Linked DNA regions of Mus musculus: regions 1 and 3 are each linked to region 2. A link is a contact called in public ChIA-PET and HiChIP or PLAC-seq data. All regions are on one chromosome and are shown on one strand. The core of a region is the stretch at or near the end of the contact, and the rest is flanking DNA. Distances in the headings are between cores, read along the strand shown. Region 1 holds the start of Arhgap27os3 (Rho GTPase activating protein 27, opposite strand 3). Region 2 holds the start of Kif18b (kinesin family member 18B). Region 3 holds the start of Spata32 (spermatogenesis associated 32).

Region 1 (4,179 bases), core at 314-2,813, 420 kb after region 2:
CCATCTCCCTAGTCCCTACTGGGCATGCATCTCTTTGTGAGTAGGACATAGGATGGTGTGCCCAGTGCCACGGGGGCCCCCTTCAGGTGAAGCAATGTCCTGAAGCCCATATCAGATCTTCTCAGACACGGCTTTATAGGCAAGTCAATTCTGTGGCAAATGCCAGAAATAAGCACATTCACACAGAACAGAATGTGAGAAAGGGATAGCTGGGATGCGGCTTTGAGCCACAGCGCTCAGGAGATTTCAAGGGATAGGACAGAAACCATAATGACAGGGGACAGAGAGGACAGATGCGCTTCCTGCGTCACAGTTGGACACACCAGGGCTGTGGCCTTGCCTATTCCAGGCCTGGGGTTGGAAGGGTCCATGGGTGATAGGGCGATGACGACGTGGTACTGGGCTCTTTGGAGCAGGGATTTATGCTTGACAGGCTATGGGAGCTAACAGGGGTCTCGAACATAGGACACACCAGCAGGTATGGGGGATACTGAAGAGAGAGAGGGGGGGAGGGAGGTTTAGGTCCCTGGAGTGACAGGGCTACCCCAAGAAGAGACAATGCAGAATCATAAGGTGGGAGCAGGAGGAAGACAGGCTTGCCCCAGAGACACCAAATGCTTGGGATGAAAGAGAGGGACCCTCAAAGAGGCAAACAGGCAGACCCCCATTCCTTGAGGTGGTCTGCAAGCTGCAGCCATGATGATCCTTCAAACTCCAGAGCTCTCTGTGAGCTCCCCACACCCCCAGCCTGGGTGGCAGGCTAAGGCAGCTCTCCTCTGTTAGCATGGTTGGTTCTGCTGGGTTCTCACTGCTGCTGAGGCTGCAGAGGCTCTTTCACTGTGCTCTCAGGGGAACATGGCAGGCCCCCACTCTGGAGACCTGCATGCAGCCATAGCCTAAAAATAGTATCAAGGGCTCCTAAGTTGTAACCTCTGGGTACAGGAGTGGGGAAGAGGAAGAGGCCTTGCCACCTCAGGTCAGAGAACTGAGCCAAGAAATTCCCCTTCACTTCTTTATGGTCCTGGGCCCCTTGTCTTCAATTCCCTTCCCTTGCCCACAGTGGTAGAAGCCCCGTCTCTCTTGCCCCATCCACGCTGTGGATCTCAGAACTCTCTGTCTGTCCTTCTAAGGACAGACGGGAAAGTTAGACAGAAAAGGCCTCCGAGAAGAATGTCTTGACACCCCCCCTCTTCCCCAACATGCCCTGTTCTGAGCTTTATAATCAGTTCCTAAAAGAGTGCGGCATAGACCCACTGCGGCTCCAAACCCAGAAGGCCGCCCCTTCAGAGGCTCAGCCTTTCCCGAGTTCTGCTAACTTACCTGTGCCCGCAGGGCCCGGCTCTGCCTTCTGACCAGTTTTGAAATCATATCCACCATCCCGGCCCTGTCTGAGTTGCTGGGATGCAGCCTGGGAAAGCTTAGGGGGGTGGAGCCGGGGACCACAACTCTGAGGTGGCACAGGGCAAGTGGGAAACAAGAAGCTGCCTCGGAGATGGCGGGAGGCTGAGACTGCGGCTGGTTTCCTGTCAGGGCTGCGGAAGTGCCTGAGACAGAGTTGCCTGATGGGTGTGGGGTGGCTCAGGTTGGGGTGTTTTCATGTTTCCTGGACTCCACTGGCTGTTCCCCCCGACCACCCTGCCCCTGTGCTCAGTGCTCCAGTGACACATTGGATTGATCTGCATTCCATCCCCAGACACAGCTTGGATCAGCCTCTACCAAATCGTTCACGTGTAAGTCATGGGTGTCGTGGAAGATGAGGCTCAGATGGGGACAGGTGGAAAGAAACTCTGAGGAGAGGGCTTCAACCCCGGGCTAGCCTGGTGTACTGAGGCTCAGACACAAGACTGTGAGTGGCTGTGGACTTGCCGCAGGTCCAGGAGGGTGTGAAGGGAAAGAGGAAGGCTGTGGAGAGAGACGTTTCAGATGAGGAAGGGGTTTGGACACATGCGGTATGGGGAAGCTGGTGTCTAGACTCTGCCAGCCAAGAGAACAGAAGGGACAGCGACCACACCACTGTCTTCCCACTCGACCACCTGGCTCTGTCTCCTCCAGACTTGGTTACCAAGGCACATTGGCCCTCTTCCTCCTGGGTGGCCACATACATCCAACCCCATAGACGTCTCTACATCCAAGTGCCTAATCCGCTCACCTCCACTGAGGGAAAGGAGGTAGGACAGCAACCCGCTCCTTTCTTCTGATCTCTCCTCCCTTCATCCCCTCACTAAGGTGCACACTCCAATCCCAGCCACACACAGCAGACCCAGCGTGCCCTGGGTGAGTAGCTATAGCTGTGTCTCCAAGTCTCTGGGGACCATCTTGTCTGTCCTGTCCCTCCCCAAGGTGCCTCCTTCCTGGGCCCTGCTTCTGAGTCTCCAGTTTGTTTCCAGTGTAGACTCTGACCCCTGCCTGCTCTCCCATTGCAGAAACCCCAGAGAGACAGGGCAGGATTGAAACACTCGGTGAGAACGCAGGAGGGCTGAGGCGCTGTGGCCCTCTGCCCTTTCGGCACCCATATCTGAGCTCTATCAGCAACCCAGTCCCCAGGGTACATGGTCCCCAGTTGGTGGCTCCCGGGAAGCCAGTACTACTCTGGGTGCACAGGCTAGCTCTCAGGCTATCTCGACTTCTCTCCTAACAAGCTGAGGTGATGACCACAGCTGGTGCCCACAAGCACACCATGTTGAGAACAGGAGGGGGCAGAGCCACCTGCACAGACCAATCACCCCATCTGTCTCACAGACCAGTTGTCAATCACCCCCTTTCCCTCTCCAGGCCTCATCTTCAAAACCTTCCAAGGAAGGGGAGGGGAAGGGGACAGTGCAAGGGGAAAATCCTGCCCCCTGGATTGAGAGGCACAGTAAAGGCCCCCAAAACATACTGCACAGAACAGCCTGTGCCTGTAATTCCAGCACTCAGGAGACTGAGGCAGGGCTGTAAATTGGAAGGTAGCCTGGAATTTGTTCATTGTAGCTTCTTGGCTATTTAGTGAGAATCTCTCTCTAAAGAAAAGCAAAAGAGAAAGAGAGGTGGGAGAGGGGAGAGAGGGAGGGAGGGAGAGAGAGAGAGAGAGAGAGAGAGAGAGAGAGAGAGAGCACACAAATCAAATACTCAGCCAGGAACAGGCCTCCATTCACTTTCTAAGCCTGCCCACTCTTTGCTACCCAGACTGGGTGGAGAGACAGCAGGAAGGACTGTGCTTTTTATCTCAATCTTGTCACACAATGGGTCCCTCCCCTACTACACCTTCTGTAGGCCAGTGACTGAGTAACCCTCCGTGTCCACCCAGGCCACGGAGAGAGCTACACGCTCACGGCTGTACGAGAGCACAGCCCTGGGCAGAGCACTTCACTACTATCTGGAGTGACTGTGTGGTCCCAGGCAGGTGCTCACCTCAACAGAATCCCGAACACGATAGGTTTGGGGCTGAATTATCTTGATAAACACAGAATGACTATATCCAGAGGTGTGGGGGTCTGGGTAGGCTCTGTTTCAGCGAGCACTGGCTGGAATTTTTGGGCCCTAGTTTCTTTGGCTGTATAGCATGGGGCTGTCCTCTTCCCCACCCCCAGGGCTGGTTTCTGTGAAAGTACAGCTGGCCTCTGGGTTCCCACACCCACGGGGCCCTGGGGAGAAAGCTGGGTGTGTTTCTGCTTTTCTGATTCTAGGTTTCCAATTGGGCACCCTAAGCACCGGACTCTGCCCCAGCCTCTGGATGACCTCATGGAGCTGCCTGCTGGGCCTCCTCCTCCTGGGTGGGCGAGCTGGGTGTGGCTCCTTCCTGGCACACACTAGGGGTGCTGGCAGAGGGCCCCGCAGAGCCCATCAAGGAACTTCTGGGCTGCCCAGTGGAGCCAAGGTACAGAGTAAGAAAGTGTGACCAGGGCTGCCTTTTACCCACACACCCCTCAGACTTTTCTCTCATTTCGATGCAGGGCACAGGGACCTCTTGTTCAAGCCAGCTTCCCTAACCTGGGCCTGAAGAGCCTTCACAGGCTATGGAGGCCTCACTTCCAACCTCTGTCCACTCCTCTTTTTTAATCACCTTGGTCCTGATGGTGCTTTATAAACTTGGTTTCTCTATCCTTTGTGTGAGTGTGTGTGTGTGACAGAGAGAAAGAGAGACAGACGGAAAGACACACACACACAGGTGGGCACGCACACACACACAGAGACAGACAG
Region 2 (3,877 bases), core at 1,013-3,512:
ACATGTCCTAATGCTGAGCTATAATATAGTTGATGCCTTTCTTTTGTTTTTCCTTTTCTTTGATCTGGATATACAGCTCAGCTTGGCCTTGAGATCCTGGTGCCTCTGCTCTCTAAGTGCTGGGACTATACGCACACGCCACCACTATGTCTGCCTTGCTTATTCCCTCTTATAAGTTGTGATTTATTTTTCTTGTCTTACTGGCTAGGAATCCTAGAACAGGATCGGCTGGAAGCAGCGATAGTGAGTGTTCTCGCATCTTTACTCATTTACAGGGGAATGTTCTTTGTCATTTCATATTTTGTTAGCTTAATGGCATTTGTCTCCATCCCCAGGTTACCCTGACCCACACTCGCAGACACTGAGCCCTGGCAGTGCAGAGGACTGAACTTAGGACCTTGAACATGCTACTTTCTGGTTCCTGAGGTTTTAGATGAGGTTTTTACAAGCACACCTATAAAAAGGGTAGACTTGTAATTTTAATCGCGTTCAAAATAAAATCTAGACTCTTAAGATGGAAAGAAAAGGTTTGCTTTTCTAATTGACTGTAAATATCTGGGAATTGAGTGTTTGTTTGTTTGTTTTCATTTGTGTGAAGGTAAATTTTAAGCTAATTTAATCACCTCATTGACCTCACACCAACTAAAAATTTCTATAGCTTCTATTTTGGGAGGACCGTGGTGAGGGTGCTGAGAACTAAACTCAGGCCTCAGTGCATACCAGGGAAGCATTTGCCACTAGCTCACACCCCTAACCCCATGCCAGCTCTCTTTTAACTATAATTATGATCTATTTAACTGACTTCAGTGTATTTTTGTTTTAAATTCCCAAGTGTGAATTCAATTTTTCATTTGTATTTGTGTGTGTGTGTGTGTGTGTGTGTGTGTGTGTGTGGTGTTTTGAAAGAGTCTCAATACAACTGGCCTTAAACTCAGAGACTCTTCTCCTCTGCCTCTCTCTCAGGGGCTGGGATTATTTTACTATGCCTAGTTTGTATTTATAACTTAACTGTTTGTGGAGAGAGAATATAGTTTATACAATATTATGATAATTTCAGTTGCTGTGTCACTAGATAAGAGAAAAGCTTTGCAAATGTCTCTAATAATATGATGCTTCTATACTTTTTTTTAAAAAAAAGGTATTAGGGCTAGGTTTGATCTCTAGACCATGAGAGAAAAAAAGGTACAAATGGAGCGAAATTAGATAAAAACAAAGTAATGGAGAATGAGATGCCTTAAAATCCTGACTGGCAGAGGGCATGGTTCCATAATGAAATAGGCATGGAAGAAATAGGATAGGGACATTGAAGGAAGCGCTGTTAACAACAAAAAGCTCATCCACAAAAGTAAAATTATATATGTCCTCCCAAGTCAAGCTTAACTACACTCTGTGCCTCCGTTTCTCAACATGCAAATTGTAATATTTTTTAATTATCTGTCTCACCAGGTTTGTGTTAAGCTTGAATGGCATTCGGTTTTTAAGTGCCCAACAAATATTAGACACCGCTGGTAAAGTTATATGATACATCATTTCCCTATGATGCACTGAACCACCAAAACCAACACAAACCAGTATTTTAAGTTCTTTGGCACAAAACAGGCTCTACCTTGTACTTGTCACAGTAGCTCAAATGTCCAAGGCTAAAAGACTCGATCATCCTGGTACTAATAGAGGCCTGGTTTTCTTTCATGCTCGCCAGTGTTTAGGAGTGTCCCAGTAACCAAGCTGCCTCCCTCGGTACACACACAGCCGCGTAATCAGCTCTGACAAGAGGAGCGGAGTGGTTCTCCCATTCTCTCCTGCCGGGCGTCCCAGATCTCCAATTCTGACCTGTAGAAAGACCCAATTCCACCTCCCACACGAGGAGGGGTAGCTGCTACGGAGCCGGGTGCACCTTTCAAAGGACCGGGTATACATGAGAGGACTTAATATGGGCCCCGGACCGTGGGACGCAGAGATCACGATCGGCTGCATTCTCGGTGTAAAGGAAGTGCCCTCCTACTCGTCCCTGACCTGCCCAAACAAGTGCTGATTCGGGTTCCAGACAACTGCAGCGAGCCCGCGCAAACGACAGCTCTGCACCGAGCCCGCGGGGCCGCCCCACCGTCGACCAAAGCCTACCTCTCGTCGGTTCCCGGTGCTGGTGTCGGGGGTCGCTTACGCGTCCCTCCGCCTCGGACAGGAGCCCTCGGATTCAGGAGAGAGCTCCCCCACACCCGATTCCACCGAACCAACCTTCTTCCGGCGCGGCGCGTTCAAACTAGCCGGTCCGCTCATCCGCGCTTCTCATTGGTCACCGCCCGGCTCGCTGATTGGCTGTTTCCTAAGTAACAAAGACAGCCGGGGGTGCGCTTGCGCACTAGTTCTCTTGCGCGCCTTGGGTTTCTTTGGCCAAATCAAACCGGACGGAGCGGAATTGCCACCAGAATCGAGTCTCTAGCAGTGTAACCAGGGGGCCTGCCCCGTCTCTGTGGTCTGTGGGCTGAGTTCAGCAGCGGTTACAGCGACCACACATTCGACAGAATTTAAAACCTGCTTTTGTGGCTTAAATAGGCACCCTCCAATTCAGAGTGGCTCGTGCCTTTAATCCCATCACGCAGAAGGCAAAGGCTGGCGGATCTATTTGAGTTCGAAACCAGCCACCCTCCAGGTAGAGCGTTCCAGGCCAGCCTGAGCTACATGAGAACTTTACTCGATCTCTCTCTCAAGTAAACTGTCCTCATGGTGGCGTTGTGAGCAAGTCTGGGGCATGTAAAGGTTACTGTAGGGTTTCTTTCACCACAACTGTGAACAAGCTAGTAGAGTCATTTAATACTGGATAACTTGACTCAAATTATTTATTCACCACACTTAGTTTAGTGAGGACAAAAACAACAAAATTACATGAAGTTAGGGTTAGTACAAAGATACAAGAACACTGAATACTCTTGCCTTCTCCGTCTCCAAAAGGAACAGTTGTTTAATGATAGCTTCCTGGTAAAGAAGTTCCCTCCTCGCTTACTGTAAATCTGGTTTTTTTGTTTTTGTTTTTGTTTTGTTTTGTTTTTTTGCGCCCTAAACGTCCCCACACACACACACACCCCAAGCTGAGAACCAAACCCAAGGCCTTTTCTTTTGAGTGAGTGAAGTTTGCTTGGTCTTTCATTTTATTTATTTATTTTTTAATGTATATGAGTACACTGTTGCTCTCTTCAGACACACCATAAGAGAGCATTACAGATGGTCGTGAGCTACTATGTGGTTGCTGGGAATTGAACTCAGGACCTCTGGAAGAGCAGTCAGTGCTCTTAACCGCTGAGCCATCTCTCTAGCCCCCAAGGCCTTTTCTTTACCACTGAGCTAAATCCCCATAAGTAAAAATTAAAAAAAAAAAAAAAAACGTAATGTGAATAACGCACCTTGTAGATGTTCAATAAAATGGCACTAGGTGTTCTCAGATTCATTCAACGATTGTTATGACAGGTTCAGAGGTTACAGTGATATGTGATATACAGAGCTCCCAGTCTATAGGAAAAACTTAGATATTTATCACAGGTGGGGATTGTGATACATGCCAAGGCAGGAGAGGGAAAATGTTACAAGTTCAAAGCCAGCTTCATGTACATGGTAAATACTAGATCAGCCTGAACTATAGGGAGTTCCTGAAAAGGGACAGAGGTGGGGGAGAAGAGAATTAATAACTAATAATAACATAAGATGATACAGGGTATAGTTAAAACATGCTGGGTATAGTGAGTTGAATATATTTGGTCCAGGGAGTGGCACTATTTGAAGGTGTGGCCTTGGAGTAAATGTGTCACTGTGGGCCTGGGTTTAAGACCCATGTCCTAGCTTCCTGGAAGTCAGTATTCTCCTAGCCACCTTCAGATGAAAAGGT
Region 3 (4,059 bases), core at 263-2,762, 290 kb after region 2:
AACTTCCTCCTCCTTCCCAGAGGCAAGGTCTCTCTGTGAAATCCAGAGCTCCCAGACAGGATTCTTCCTTGCTCTGGGGCTCTGTCTCCACATTCAGAGACTGGGGTTACAAGCCCGCCCGTCTCACCCAGTTGGCCTTTCTGTGGGTTCTGCGATCAGAACTCTGGTCCTCACACTTACACGGAAAGTGTTTTTAACTTGCCACCTGCCTGACCCACAAATACTTCTTTAAAAAAAAACAGTTAAGAGTACATTGTTGCTGTCTTCAGACACACCAGAAGAGATCACTGGGTCCCATCACACATGGTTAGGAGCCACCATGTGGGTGCTGGGAATTCAATTGAGGAATAGTCAGTGCTCTTAACCACTGAGCCACCTCTCCAGACCCCACAGATACTTTAAAAAGAGAAACCCCAGTAACTTGTAAGAGGGAGAAACTCACAATGGTTGGCTTTAACATTTTGATTAGTTTTTAACCTAGAATTTGTTTGTTTGTTTGTTTTTTACCTTTTTTCAAGACAGGATTTCTTTGTGTAGCTCTGGCTGTCCTGGAATTCGCCCTATAGTTCAGGCTGGCCTCGAACTTAAAGAGATTCCCCTGCCTCTGCCTCTTTAGTGCTTGGGATTTTGTTTTTGTTTTGTTTTGAGAAAAGGCCTGCGTCTGCTCTGAGGTATGCCTGGATAGAGGGACCCTTGATTTTTTTTTTAATCAGCAAATAAACTCGTCAATACTCTTGAATCAGGGATATTTATTGCTTTGATAAGGTTGAAAAGGAAATGCTGACTTTCAGCTATTAGCCACTGTATTTAAGGGCTAAGGGCAGAGATGGACGAGAGTTGTCTCTGCACCATAGTGCTCTCGACCTTGTTACCAAACGTTTTTCTTGGAAGGGACCTTAAATCTCATGACCGTTAAAACACTACGCGCACCGCACCGCACCGCACTGCACCGCACCGCGCGCACTCTTGGCTTCCCACTGTGATGACGCAAGGCCTTACCGCTCTTCCGGAAGCCCCAAGCCCGCCCATCTGAGCACGTTTCTGGCTGACTCCCGCCTCCTCCCCCCCTCCAGCGTGTTATGGGTTTACTAGCTTTGGCTATCTGATCCTTAGCAGTGTCTCACGCAGATGGATTCGGCGACCACCTTTGCAAAGACATTAAATCCCAAACCCACCACTCTGCCAAACGTGCACGCGTGCACCCGCGAATGCAATCCCATTGGAAAGTTCATTAAGACCCCGCACTCATGCAGCCCCAGCTTTTGCACAGCGAGGAATGCTGCAGTAATCAAAGGCACCCAAAGGGCTTGGCTGGGGTTAGCTTTCCTTTCCTCTCCCCAGGCCAACACCAGTTAGCTTTCCCTTTCTCCGCCTCCGCCCCGCCATTCTGGCGCCTCCCACCACTCGGCCGCCTGCTCGCACCTGTCACCCCCATGCTGCCGGAGGCTCTGTCAGGGAGGCGGGGAGCGGGCTGGTGGCTGCTGCCCCTCCGCCTCCAGTGCGCTCTTTGGCTAGCCCGGTGGAGGGGGGGCTGAAGATGATGGGGGCGCTGGCGCCTGTGATGCTGCGGCTTCTGTGACGTTCAGGCCAGGGGATATGGCATGTAGGAAACTTGAAGGTTCATGCCAATGATGTGGGTGGGAACAAGAAAGGATCTTTTGAGTCTTGGAGGTTGAGCAGACAGCTTCCCCCGCCACCCCCCCCCCCCGGACCAAGACTTGGGGCAGCTGGCCACGCCACAGTAGGCCAGGTATGTGGACAGCGGTCTTGGGTAAGGACGGGGTAGGTGGGGGCTTAGAACCTTATCTGGACAACAAAGCTGCTCCATTTTTGCGGGGAGTCTAGGATTCCTCTAAGGATGGTTGAATCTCAGTCCAAGCTGTGCATGTGTGCAGTACACACACCTGTGCATAGCTTTCCAGGGTGACCTTACAGTTTTTTTACAATTACATTTATTGTGTGTGAAAACTTTCACACCACATCCAGTGTGTGGTGGTCAGAGGACAACTTTTGGGAACAGTCACCTTCCACAGTGACTGTTCCTTTCCTGGGACTAAATTCAGGTTGTCTAGTATTAGATTCCATTGCAGCAGGCTTTAATCACAACCCCCCCCCCCCCAAAAGCTGGACACGGTAGCATAAATTCTTATTTAATTCTGGCAGTGGGGAGGCAGAAGTGGGAGGATTTCTGTGAGTTTGAGGCCAGTCTGGTTGTTCTACGTAGTGAGTTCTAGACAGTCAAGGCTACATCCCATCTCCCACCGCCCAAGTAGTTTTTTCCTTCTGAGACAAAGTCCCATGTAGCCTAGGCTGGCTTCAAATTCTTCTTGTAGCCCAAGGCTGGATTACAGGTGTGTACCATCATAGTCAGCTCATTCTAGGGGCTAGAGGCATATCAGTGCTCTTGTGTCCTCTGCCACCCTATGCTCCGTGATCAAGAAACTCCTGCTGGGCAAGTCATCACCTCACCACGCAGACGCTCAAAGTAATACCAGGTAAGACCTCTTGCCGATGGGCCTCAGGACAGGTGCAGGCAGGTGAGTGGGTCATGCAAGCCCCTCCCCTTCTGGTGCCACTGGGCTGCCTGGCCTCTTGGCCTCCTCCTTTCAGCCCAAGACTTTGGCCAGGGATATCCCTGCTGCTACAGGAGATGGGCATACCAGAGTGGAGGGATTGAGTTGGATATGACAGGTAGCAGGACAAGCAGCTCTCTGGACAGGCTGATGCCAGTCCTCGCTCCAACCACGGAGGCTTGAAGGAATCCACTCCAGCAGCTGTCAGGGTTGTGGAGTACTGCAAGCAGGCAGGCAAAAGAGGCGACATCACAGCCTACAAACACCCATCGTCATTCCAAATTTTATTGCTTATAGAACTCAATACACCCCAGATGCAGCACCGTGGCTGCCGTTCATGTGCTGGGGCCAGGAGCAGCCTAGATCCTTGCAAAGAGCTGGACAGAGCTATCCTGGCTGGTTGAGGTGGGGGGATGAGTTTCCCTAGAGAAGTCTCTGTGCCCCTCCCAACAAATGATTCACAGTGAACTTAATGCTACAATGAGTCCTAAGCAGCTGTTTCCAAGTCCCACCAGGAGAAGTCCCAGCTAGGGCAGTGGGGGCGACGATGCTCATCTTAAGTCTGAAAGAAGCTTGAGGGGGGGTCAAGCCTGTGTGGATGATGGGTCAAGACAGTCCCTTCTTCCCCATCCCCTGGCCTGCCCCTGCTCATGCAGAGCCAATGCTCTGCTGGAAGGCAGCCAGGAAAGTGCTTTGAGGTCACCTGAGTGCAAAGTGCTGCTGCTGGCAATGCCTTGCCACACCATGCTGGATGCTGACAGTGTGCCCCCAGAGGGTGGCAAGCCCTGTTTCTGTGGCTTTCTTGAGTTTATCATTTGCAGACCGTTCCTGTCAGGTGGGTCTCACGTGTCATCCTTCATTGCCACAGATGAGGGACTAGAGTGCCAGGGAGCCAGTGGGGCTGACGCTGAGGAGTGCTGCCCATAGCCACAAACGTGAGGCCCGAGAATCATGTCTCTTCTGTGGTCCCTGGTTGATCAAGGAGCTCAATCCAGGATGTGGGCTGCAATGACCTGAAGGCTCAGTGCATTCTAGTGCCCTTCCTGCTCCTTCTGTCTCACACTAGTCAAGGCCAGGGAGGCTAGACACGGGGCCAAGAACTCCACAGCCCCTGGGCCGGCACACCTACTGCCTTGCCCTGTAGGAGCTGGGCAGGAACCCCTAGACACTCTCCTGCCTTCCTAGGGGTACCTGCTCTTCGTGACCCAGGCTAGAAGCTGCTCCCCAACTGCTGGCAAGTGCTGACTGACCCATGTGGGTCTGGCTACCTTGTTTGGAGAGTCACAGAGACCCCTGTTTTCCTTCCTCCTTGTCTCCTCATGAGGGAAGAGTTTCTCCTGCCAGGAGGCAAGTCCTGGGAGGTGCTTTACTCTGTTCCCTTCGCTGCTCTGCTCACAAGCCCTGGTCTACATGCTGAACCAGGGACTGGCAGGTCCCTGTGCAGACTCATCCAGCATCTCAGAGCACCAGCGAGCACTGAGATCAA

What was found. ChIA-PET counts read pairs in DNA pulled down with a chosen protein or histone mark. HiChIP or PLAC-seq counts read pairs in DNA pulled down with a chosen protein or histone mark.
Region 1: an HNF4G HiChIP or PLAC-seq map of pancreatic cancer cells shows a contact between it and region 2. The contact joins the promoter of Arhgap27os3 here to the promoter of Kif18b in region 2. A contact is called at or near these places in 3 of 39 promoter capture datasets (cranial neural crest, frontonasal cranial neural crest and pre-B cells) and 2 of 115 datasets of contacts at active chromatin or transcription factors (memory CD8 T cells and pancreatic cancer cells).
Region 3: a contact with region 2 is called in an RNA polymerase II ChIA-PET map of memory CD8 T cells, with 6 read pairs. The contact joins the promoter of Spata32 here to the promoter of Kif18b in region 2. A contact is called at or near these places in 2 of 115 datasets of contacts at active chromatin or transcription factors (memory CD8 T cells and pancreatic cancer cells).

What each region holds. Positions count from the first base shown.
Region 1 is chr11:103,343,190-103,347,368 of GRCm38.p6, forward strand. Arhgap27os3 (Rho GTPase activating protein 27, opposite strand 3) reads left to right here and starts at 1,564. Exons shown (of 4, transcript NR_045346.1): 1 at 1,564-1,730; 2 at 2,227-2,274; 3 at 3,666-3,856. The region is part of intron 3 of Arhgap27 (Rho GTPase activating protein 27); the gene reads right to left.
Region 2 is chr11:102,922,862-102,926,738 of GRCm38.p6, forward strand. It overlaps Kif18b (kinesin family member 18B), which reads right to left and starts at 2,263. Exons shown (of 16, transcript NM_197959.2): 1 at 2,122-2,263.
Region 3 is chr11:103,216,920-103,220,978 of GRCm38.p6, forward strand. It overlaps Spata32 (spermatogenesis associated 32), which reads right to left and starts at 1,513. Exons shown (of 5, transcript NM_177801.3): 1 at 1,423-1,513. The coding sequence starts at 1,435. It overlaps Gm51920 (a long non-coding RNA gene), which reads left to right. Exons shown (of 3, transcript XR_003949777.1): 3 at 1-269. It overlaps Gm34823 (a long non-coding RNA gene), which reads left to right and starts at 1,691. Exons shown (of 4, transcript XR_389061.4): 1 at 1,691-1,750; 2 at 2,334-2,495. It overlaps Map3k14 (mitogen-activated protein kinase kinase kinase 14), which reads right to left. Exons shown (of 16, transcript NM_016896.3): 16 at 2,845-4,059.